Regions from separate parts of the Zea mays genome. Here region 1 is linked to region 2. Evidence: chromatin contacts called from public Hi-C data. All regions are on one chromosome and are shown on one strand. Each heading gives the region's core, a stretch centred on a gene start, on an enhancer-like site or on the middle of the called end of the contact. The rest is flanking DNA. Distances are from core to core; before and after follow the strand shown. Region 1 holds the start of LOC103641520 (G-type lectin S-receptor-like serine/threonine-protein kinase SD2-5). Region 2 holds the start of LOC542174 (arginine/serine-rich splicing factor 1).

The links. A called contact is a pair of places that touch in the nucleus more often than the background predicts.
Region 1: a contact with region 2 is called in a Hi-C map of ear, with 3 times the contacts expected there. The contact joins the promoter of LOC103641520 here to the promoter of LOC542174 in region 2. A contact is called at or near these places in 3 of 25 Hi-C or Micro-C datasets (bundle sheath, ear and tassel).

Annotation. Positions count from the first base shown.
Region 1 is chr10:104,085,265-104,090,706 of Zm-B73-REFERENCE-NAM-5.0, forward strand. It overlaps LOC103641520 (G-type lectin S-receptor-like serine/threonine-protein kinase SD2-5), which reads left to right and starts at 1,293. Exons shown (of 3, transcript XM_008664860.4): 1 at 1,293-1,473; 2 at 1,725-2,741. The coding sequence starts at 1,887.
Region 2 is chr10:103,942,661-103,948,198 of Zm-B73-REFERENCE-NAM-5.0, forward strand. It overlaps LOC542174 (arginine/serine-rich splicing factor 1), which reads right to left and starts at 3,395. Exons shown (of 6, transcript NM_001348686.2): 1 at 3,242-3,395; 2 at 2,975-3,126; 3 at 1,775-1,887; 4 at 1,401-1,630; 5 at 180-398. The coding sequence starts at 3,080.

The DNA.
Region 1 (5,442 bases), core at 43-2,542, 140 kb after region 2:
AAATCGATTCAGTATAAAAGTTTTATTGACAATAGAAACCGATTGGTTTGCGAGAAAATAAAAGGCAGACAAGTTCGATTTTGTTTTTTTACTTTAATATTTTGGTAAAAACCAAACATCAAACTTATAATAATAAATTTACAGGGCAACATACACCAAATTTACATGATAGATTACAAACCATCTAAAAAGCAGGGGCTTTTGTTGGGGTCAGCTGACCCCTATAAATTTTGGAAAAATACTATATAAATATATTCTTATCTAGTGCATTTAGATGATGATTAGTGAAATTGACCCCAATTGTCTGGCTTCGCCCTGTAAAAAGGTGAAAATTATATAGACACAAGGTTTAGAGATATATCATACATCACATAAGTGAACAACAAAATCATTACAACGCACATTTAGTTTACATAACTAAAGAGTCAAATTTTAGAATAGATACAATTTGGTATACGGTGAAAACCGGTTACAATACCGAACACCAAGCTCTATGGATGCAAAAAAAAACCCCGAAACTAGATCCAAATAAGGAGGTATTTGAATGTACTAGAGCTAATAGTTAGCTGTCTAAAAAGCTGCTCGTGAGATTAACTAGCTACCTATTAGTTAATTTGTAAAAAAGTAGCTAATATCCGAACTATTAACTAAATTGTTTGGATGTTTTTAGCTATTTAAACAGCTAACTAGTAACTCTAGAACATTTAAACGCTCATCACAAAAGGAGATGTTTGAATGCACTAGAACTATTAATTATTAACTAAATTCAATTTTGATAGTACTGTAACATGTTCATCCAAAAGTGAAACTGGACTCGATGTATAGTATAGTAACAAATATAAAACCTTCCACTATATGTATATATGCTCCTTAAATCGAACGTGAATGTACGTTTTCGTTCTTATCGAAGGATGGCAACTAACCGGACGTCCAGTTCGCTGACAGGTTCCCTGCTGCGGGCCGGGATTTGCAAAACCAGCCAGGATTTGCCGCCGTCCCCCTTCTTCCATATGCGCAGGCCAGCGATCTGTGACTCTCCGGTTGGCGAGGAAAAGATGGATCAATCAATCACACAGGCTGGTCCAATCCCTCTGGGCTCTGCTTCTTCTTGCCTTGTTGCCCTGTTGGGGCTTCCAGCCCACTAGCGATCGGGGAAAGTGAGGAGTGAGTATGCCCGCCGTCGCTGTCAGTCGTCGTCTCCAAGCATTCAACACACTCCTGCTGCTTTGTTTGAACTTTGACTAGTCAACTTTGTGCTGCTAGACTATTCAGCTAATCAGCTGTAGTGTGATGCTCTGTGTCTGTGGACATATACTAGTGATGATTATTTGATGCCATTGGAAGAAGAAATGACCAACCACTGCGACCTCCCTGATCCCCACAGCCTGCTCCTGCTCGCAAACGGCTCGTGAAAACCCAAACACCACCGCTGCTTGCCTGAGTCAGAGGCCGCGGTTCAATTTTGCTGTCAAGGTAACTGAGATCTCCCTCACTTTTTTTCTTCTTCTTCTAACAAGCATGGTGGATAAAACAATGGCTGGCAACTGCTCTACAGTTCTGAAGAAGCATTGAATCTGTTTCCATTAAATTGTCGATTCTTGTAGTATATCAGGACTATCATTTTCTCTTCATATTGTATATCCTTTGACAGCCATAGCTTAATTGCTTTGCCTGACTTTTACTCACCATGTTTGTGATTCCTCCTCCCCCTCCCTGCCTTTCAGCTGTTTACATGATAGATAGAGGTTCTGCCAAATTGTGGCCTGTGACACTCCAAACAATTCATGCAAACAAAAGCAGGGATTTGCCGGTCTACCATTACATCCTGAAACCATCAAGCTGTGACATCCAGCTGCAGGCGGTTTTCTTGAAACCATAGGTATGAAATGAAACCATGGGCATGCAATACTTCAAACATGTGGGTGGCCTTCCTTCTAGTGATTGGCTTCCCTTTTCTCCTCACTACTGTCGTCGGCCAGCTCTCCACTACAGCTCCCCCGAACTCGTGGGAACTTACCAATCTAGAAGCCATACCTATGGACGGAGCGGTCGCTAGCATGCGACCTGTCCTTGAAAACAGCGCAAACCTGTACAGGACCTTGTTCGGCTTCTACACCACGGATGGGCATTCGTTTGTTCTCTCTGTGGTGTTTCTGGGACCCAAGGCTCCAGTCATCTGGTCTGCCAACCCCGACAGTCCTGTGAGCAGCAGCGCCGTCCTGAATTTCACCAGAGAAGGAGACCTGCTCCTGCATGAAGCTGGTGGCGGCACAGTAATCTGGAGCACAGGTACCAGCGGCATGTCAGTTGCAGTTGCAGGCATGAAGCTGGATGACCTAGGAAACCTTGTGCTCTTCGACCGGAAGAACTCGTCTGCGTGGCAGTCCTTTGACAACCCAACCGACACTTTGGTCCTGGGGCAGTCGCTCTGCAGGGGGAACAGCAGCCTCAGCGCGAAGCCCTCGATCACGAAATGGCCTGGCGCAAGGGTTTATCTGTCTGCAGAGCTTGATGGGCTGCAGTACTCTTTCAAGCCCGCAGCCTACACGCAGCTGTTCAAAGCTACTGCAGCATCAACCAATGCAACGCCAAACTGCTATGCGTTCGTCAACGGCAGCTTCGGGTTCCCGGACAAGGTCTTCTCGCTGCCGCTGGCAGGATCAATGCAGCTGATGAGGTTGGAGTCGGATGGGCATCTGAGGCTTTACGAGATGGGGATACCTCAGCTGGAACTGCGCATGGTGCTCGATGTTTTTTTTGAAGGATCAGGAGGGGGGAAACCCCTACTGCGCATTTTATTAGAAATCGAAAAGTAAAGGATAGGCCCTGGTTCTTTTACAATCAATGAAAATAAAAGAAAAAGAAAGAAAAAAGAAAAGGAAGAGCTATTTCTAAATTTGCCACAAATTTAGCCAGTTCGGGATTGAGGTGTCGAATTCTCCCCGTGCTCTGTGAATGATTAGTCGCAATTCTTTACTAAATTCCTGAGTACAACGGAGCACTGAGGGATCTCTGTTTGAGAACAGCCACTCATTTCGGCTTTTCCAGATGCTCCAAGTCATAAGAATAGTGATCTCCATAGAGAAGGGAACGTTGAGTTGTTGTTTGAGGTTCACAGATGCCTCTTCAGGGTTGGAGATCCTGGGTGGGGTAATGCCAATTGAGTTCCAGCAGGCTTTCGCGAAGTTGCATCTGAGGAAAAGATGATAAAGGGTCTCCTCCCTTTGCCAAAGGCAGTTTTCGCAAGAGTAGGAATCTAGCTCCATGTTTCTCCTTCTCAACATATTTCTGGTGTTTAGCCTGTTTTTAAGCCACAGCCAATAGAAGACTCTATGCTTAGGCTGACATTTACTTTTCCAAACTAGCTTGTAGATAGGATGAGTCTGCATCTGGCCCATGAAGGATCTGTAAGCTTTCTGGGACGAGAATTTGCCCGATCCCCAAATGTACTTCCAGCGATCGTGAGCATCATTAAGACCAATTTGCTCCCAAGACCCCTTGAGCACCAGAAATTGATCAAAAGCTTGATCAGAGACAGGTAAATGGAAAAGATCATGAAACTGCTCTTGATCTTTGACCTCTTTGATAGTCATTTTTGAGTTCTTGGCAAAGGAGAAGAGCTCTGGGAAAATATGTCTCGGGATGCTCTGACTCCACTGATCATCCCAGAATGAAATTGATCTGCCATTGCCAATGACGGGGGTAGCCAGTCCTTTGAAGTTTGGCAGAAGCTTGACAATGCTCTTCCACCAGAAAGATCCAACGCTTCGATTGCCAGGGAGACCTCGAGTAAGATAGTAGTTGTTCCAGATCAGATGGACCCAAGGCAAGTCGCTGTGGTTGAAAAATTTATGCAAAAATTTAATTAGAAGGGCCTCGTTCTGTGTTTCTAAGCGAAGAACCCCCAGGCCACCATTCACTTTCCTCTGAGTGACCGAATTCCAAGCAATCAAAGGTGGCTTCTTGGAGTTGATGTCATTTCCTCTCCACAGACAGTGCTTTCTGAAAATATCAATTTCCTTGATGATGTTTTTAGGAATTTTGAGCGTGCACATGAAGAACATTGGTAAGGCTGAGAAGACAGAATTTACCAATTCCAGGCGCCCAGCCTGGGACAAAAAATTTGAGGAGCAGGACAGCCTCCTCTGAATCCTTTGAATAAGAGGTAAGTAGTGCTCCTTTCTAGGTCTCACCAGGCCCAGAGGCAAGCCAAGATAGGTGAATGGCATCTCGCCTATCTGACAATTGAAGGTCCGGGATAAGATCACCATTTTATCCGGAGACACGTTGATAGGGAACATATTTGACTTGTTGTAGTTAACCTTCAGGCCAGTAGAGGAGGCAAAAGAGTTGAGGATTGCCTTGAGGAAAAAAAGTTGTTTGGGGCAAGCTTCCAAAATCAGAAGAGTGTCGTCTGCATATTGAATAATCGGGAAATCCTGTTCACCAATGTCTGGCAATGGTAGCTTGAGAAGATTCTGCATCCTAGCTTTATTGATGATGCTCTGAAGAAGGTCAGCTGCCAGGACAAACAGCAGGGGTGAAAGAGGGTCGCCCTGCCTCACCCCTCTCCTGCAATGAAAAGGCTTACCAGGAACTCCATTAAGTAACACCGAGGAAGTGCCAGAGTGAAGAATGCTCCGAATCCAGTTGATCCACTTAGGGCTGAAACCTTTGTGGATCAGAACCTGGATAATCAACTCATGCTCAATCATGTCAAAGGCTTTCTCAAAATCAAGCTTGAGTACAATGATCTCTTTTTTTGAGGAGTGACAAAGGTGAATATATTCCAAGGCCCAGGCGAAGCAGTCTTGAATGGACCTCCCCTTGATGAAACCATACTGATTCTTGTGAACTAACCGGGGCATGCACGGTTGCAGACGATTTGCCAACAGCTTCGTTAAGATTTTCATACTATTATTTAGAAGAGAAATTGGCCTGTAATCCCCCACCTTCGTAGGACTCTCTATCTTTGGAATTAAAACAATGAAAGACCCATTAATACTTCTGAGGCAAGCCTGGTCATGAAAGAACTTATCACACAAATCATAGAAATCAGGAGCAATGACATGCCAGCACTTTTTGATGAAGTTTGTATTAAAACCATCTGGCCCTGGAGATTTATCTGAAGGTAGTAGTTTAATGATGCTATCAATTTCCAGCTTAGAAAATGGATGATCAAGCCCCTGTAATTGCTCACTGGAAGTTAAAATTTCTGAAAGGTCAAACCCAATGTCAGAAAAGTCGGACGACCCCAGTCTGCACTTGAAAGCCACCCAGAGAAGATCAGACTTATGTTCATGTTCGAAGAACATGGTCCCATTGTCATCGGTCAAAGTAGAGATTGAATTTTTCCTGTGTTTAATGGTGGCATGGGCGTGAAAGAAGCGAGAGCAGATGTCTCCCTCAGTAGCCCACCTAATAGCCGCACGCTGCTTCCAG
Region 2 (5,538 bases), core at 2,145-4,644:
AACAAATTTACAAACAAAAACAAAGTGCAAGAGCTAATCACTTAACTTGATGGTACAACAGGAAACTATCAAAGTGTCGTATTAAGAATGTGAAGAGGGCTCCAGAAGCCCTACTATGATCATATGACATGGACAACAAGACAACATGCAAACCAATGAAAATAATCCTAGGGCATTACCTCCGATAGCGGTCACGAACAGGACTTCTGCTCCTGCCATACGAACCATATACAGGACTTGCTGGGCGACCATAGTCTGGACTAGGACGTGATCTGTACGCTGGGCTATCCCCCCGCCTACCATATCCACCACCTCTTCTTGGGCTGTCGTACCTATCACTCCGTTCATCATCATCCCTAAAGGCATACTCAACAGAAATCACCCTATCCAAAAGCATGCTGCAGAAGGGTTGGACACATTAGCATCGTTATTACATATGAGCAGTGCAAACAAGCAAGAAGAAATTTCTACCAACAGTGCAAAAGTGGTATACAACAAAGCTAATGCCATGATTTTAGTGTCTACAATTAAATTAAATGCCATAGACGCATGCAACTTTACATAAAAATTGAATGCCAACTTCTCAACGAGTATAATTCCAGAAAACTCACACACTTCAACAATTACTACAACACCTAAGGGCATGTTCGGAAGCAAAGTATTTCAAAACTATGGTTTTGGAATACTACGGTTTTAAGATGTCATGACACAACCATAGTATTTTTTACATCGCTCTTAGCAATATCTGTTTGGAGAAGTATCTCAAACCATGGTATTTAGTATACATGTGCAAGGCTAGTCATAGACAAAAACTTTGGGTTGTAGTGGAGTTTCAAATACTCCAAAAATACCATGGTATCTACAAAATCATGGTATTCAAAACAGAGTTTTTTACAATGTAGCCAAACACCTCTTGGCAAAAAAATACTAGGTATTCTCCAATACCATAGTTTTTTTTCGAACAACGCAGGAGAGCTGCGTGTCATTTCATTAAGAAGAAACGGAAGTACAAACAAACCTGAGACGCAAAAGAAGCCCCTCACGGAACAACCCGACACAAAGATTACATTTTAAACGCACAAAAACACAACCTCCTGTCTAACAGGGCAAAAGTCAGGACTCAACAGGGGCATGTTGGAGGGAGGCCCTGAAGTCCACTAGCCCCAGCCAAACACCACATCTGCTCCAATACCATAGTTTTACCTCAAAACTCCAAAAATACTTTGCATCCACCCCCCCCCCCAAGCTTTCCTTCATAATTTACAGCAAAAACAAGAACATTTAGAAATTCTACACCCCAAATACAGAGTGAATCGGTGAAGATCAAATTTGTTTATTTTATGAACTTGCTACTGTGAAAACAATTATATAGAATTAAGTTTCCAGAGAAGAGGGCTTACGTAGCATGAGTAGCTTCAAGAGCCTTACGGGCTTCTTCTAGTGTTTCAAACCGGACAAAAGCAAAGTTCTTCCTTATCCTAACACTTGATATGTTCCCAAATGGTGCAAAGTGTCTTTCGATATCACTGACTCTTGTGTCCATTGGATCAAAGTTAATGACAAACAATGTTTTAGTTGGCTTAGTATTTACTTCTGGTTTGTTGCCATCACGTCTAGCAGCTCGATCACCCTACATTAAATAATACCACCAAAAAAAGAATCAGAATCATCAAGTGAACTGATCACAGAATTATAAAGCACAAACATTAGCTAACCAAAGCCTGCTTTACCACTAGGGGTAATGGTAGGGGGTTAAAATAATATAAGGAATTACCCGTGACCACTCTACTGAAAGCCTGCGTCTGCCAGGGCCAAATGGATAACCATCAAGAGCACGTATGGCATCACTGCCATCACGTTCATCCTCAAAGTAGACAAAAGCAAAGCCTACAGTGTAATCATGCAAGTCAGGACAATAAAAATTGAATAACTAATATCCAAACAATCACGAGAATATTTCCACTTTTGTTTTACAATAACAATTCAGCACGTCATTATACCCAAACCTAAAAGAATCAGAAAAGTACTGCACCTGCATAATTCTGATGGCATGAAGAGCACTAGTGTGGTAGACTCCATTCATGATGAGGGCTAAGAATGGTGTTCAACAACTTATATCCAAAGTAAGAAATTATGACCGGAGACATTGAACATGCTTCACCATAAATAGAACTCTCTTGCTTATCAATGTAGTAACATAGCATGTTGTCATGTTGGTGATACTTCTATCGTGACATGGTAAGGCATGATGGTGCTGATGACATAGCATGAATCACAATCCCGCTAAACATGCTCGAGCAGACATAACAGTGGGCATCAGGGCACATGAACAGATGGTTTCAAATGAAAAAAAGGTGGCCAGGTCAGTGAATGGAAGAAATTTCAGGAGTTGAGGAGCCCTGGGGAGCTATGTTTTGCCCTGGTAGTTCCTGCGCCAGAGTAAAAATTAAAACTTCTGTGCCTACTATTACACAAACTGCAACTCCAGTTAGCATGGAGCAGCACACACATGCAAGTCTGTGCTCTTTATGAAGTAGATGTAACACGAGTACAGCACAGCTGCAAAGTATCAGAGTATCTTACTCATTTCAACTTCAATCCCAGTTTAAAAACACATCTATCCAAGTTCTGTACGGCAAAAGATTTCCTAGTGGTATAACGTGTTCAAAACTTAGATGACGAATCATTTCAACAATATCATTAGCTAATCAACCAAGAATAACTGGAACAACTAATACAGCACTATTGGATGATGAATCTTATCAAAACAATTACTGTACAAACGTGCTCATTCCCTCATTTTTTATTTTTTTATACAGAATGGGGGAATTCCCTCACTTTTTTTCCTTCAATTCAATGAAATTCAAACATCAAGATATAACAGCTGACTAGGTACACAATAAGATCAGATCGAACCTAAATCGACCGAACACGACGACAAAACGAGGGGTGGGCAAAAGCAAGGGCGGGCAACCTGACTTCATGTCGATGCGCTCGACCCTGCCATAGCGGTAGAAGAGGTGGTCGAGCTCCGAGTGGCGGGTATCATAGTCTAGGTTCCCCACGAAAACCGGCCTCATCTTGGTCGCCGGCGAGTCAGCGACAAACAAATCCCCCGCAGAAACCCTATTAAGAAACCGAACGGGAAGCGGATCAATCCGGGACTAGGGTTTTGACGAGCAACGAAGGATCCGCTGTGGGGAAGTCGGAAATCCAGAATAGGAGCTGTGGAGAGGAATACCTCCGTCGTCGTCTCGTCGCCCGGACGAGTGGAGACCGGACAGGGAGACAGGCGGCTAGGGTTTCAGACTCAGAGATGCGATGCTTCTCTTCCCTCTTGCAGTTCGGCTACGAGACCAGTTGGGTCGGTGGCTTTACCGTTACGAGTAAGCTGCTAGTCCGACGGCTTACAACAATACTCATGTAAAATTTTTTATTGATTATTTCTACTTTACGTATAATATTTTTTTATTTGGCTAACTGATGTTATTATTTACTTTATGCAATATGTTATGGTACAACACGGCCAATGAAATAAGCGATTAAAAGAGAGTCCACAACGACTGATTGAACGAACAGAGATTATAAAATAATATAATTCTATCATACAGAGACTAAATAAGAGAAAGTTTGTAAACTCAAGTTTCTAAAATAAGTCACATAAACTCAAACTTATAAAAAAGATGGATCAAAATATGGAGTGATTGCTAAAGTCAGTCATCAATAAAAACTGGATGTGCTCCATATAAATTATGTTACTTCGTATCAATTACTAATGTTTAAAACCAATAAATAACCTTTCATTTTACTGTTAGTGTGACAAATCATTGTTGCTCCATCAAATTATCAACCTCAAACACCATGGAGTCCATTGCGCCAATATCGTCTCAGAAACGACATAATGCTTGCAAGAGCCAAAAACGTCGTGTCGTGCTTGGGCTGTAACCTCAGCCCGTAGTACTGGTCCGGCCCGACATGATTATATATTTTTATTTTATAAAAAACATATATATAATTTATATTTAATATTAAAAACATCTTAGCATGATGTTCTACTGGTTAGACAACTTTACCCAATGTCTCCCGCTCTTCTTCCATCAGGGCATGGGTTTGAACCCCCACCTCCTGCACCGTTTTTAACATCTTACGTTGATTTAATCGAATGGGCCGACGGGCTGGTCCGGCACAGTCAGCAGGCCGGCATGACGTGCCTGGGCCAGAGTTGTGGCCCGTGGGCGTCTAGCCCGTACCGGGCGGCCATTTGGCCATCTATAGGCGTGCAACAGAATAAGTTGAAATAACTGAGAGGTTATTTGTAAAAAGATGACGCAGGACAGACCGGCATGACGTGCCTGGGCTAGAGTTGTGGTCCGCGGGCGTCTAGCCCGTACCGGGCGACCGTTTAGCCATCTATAGGCGTGCAACAGAATAATTTGAAATAACTGAGGGGTTATTTGTAAAAAGATGACGTGGGACGACCGTTGAAACTGGTGCTTTAAGTATAGTATAGATTCGTATGGGCTTGTAATGCCCCTGGCGAGGGTTCACCAAACCTGGTGAAAACCGGTCGAGACCGATAACCGGTTTATACCCAGCTTTTGAATTCGAAATAGTTTCAAATCAATAAATCGATCTATAAACCGATTAATCAGCTCCTAGCCTAATAAACCGGTGGCATAAAAATAGAAACTAAGCCATGTGTATTTTTGCAAATAAAACACATTGACGCTCTATAATTTGAACAAAAGATGACCCTAAACATTATCACAGTCCAATAACAACATTTAGCAGTTCAAATACATTGCATGACATTATTTCATAGTTCACAAACAACAACGAAGATACAGATACATGTGTTGAGCACCAAATTGAGGTCGGACGGTCCGCGCGCGCAGAAACGATTAGGGTTCCGAGTTTTTTGCTATGTTTGTTGGCTAGATTCACGGAATTAGTTCGGGGAGTTTGTTTGTAACGGGTCCAGCCCTACTCCTCTATAAATACAGAGGAATACGACCGATTTGTAATCAACAATTGAATCAATAATCAGTTTATCTCGCATTTATTTCTTGTACATTTAGGAGTAGTTCTAGTCTAGTTCTAGTTTAGCCTTCCAATCCTCAAATTCTCAGGTTCTCTTCGACTCTACGTCGATTAGAGAAGTCTAGGTCGGCCTGCCGAGCCTAGACAACACCTAGGATCTCTCCTCCCCGACGGGGTCCCTCCCGGGAGCGAGATCCAGGCGCCGCCGGCGACCTTCGTCGCCCCTTCCTAAATTTCTGGTTCCCCTTCAAAGATATCTAAACATATTTATTCCCAAACACACTATTAACTTTCCTTTATTCATACCTATTTCTTAGCCTACAAAGCACAGATTTAATTTACCCCTTGCTATTTTTGGCATGTTCCCTAGCTATTTACAATCATCGGATCATTGCTGCGGGCTATAACTTCAGTCGAAAACAGGTATGCTTTCTCAAGTAAACACAATGTAGTGTATTCTTTACATACTGTAACTTTTTCCAAAATTCTTCAACAAAC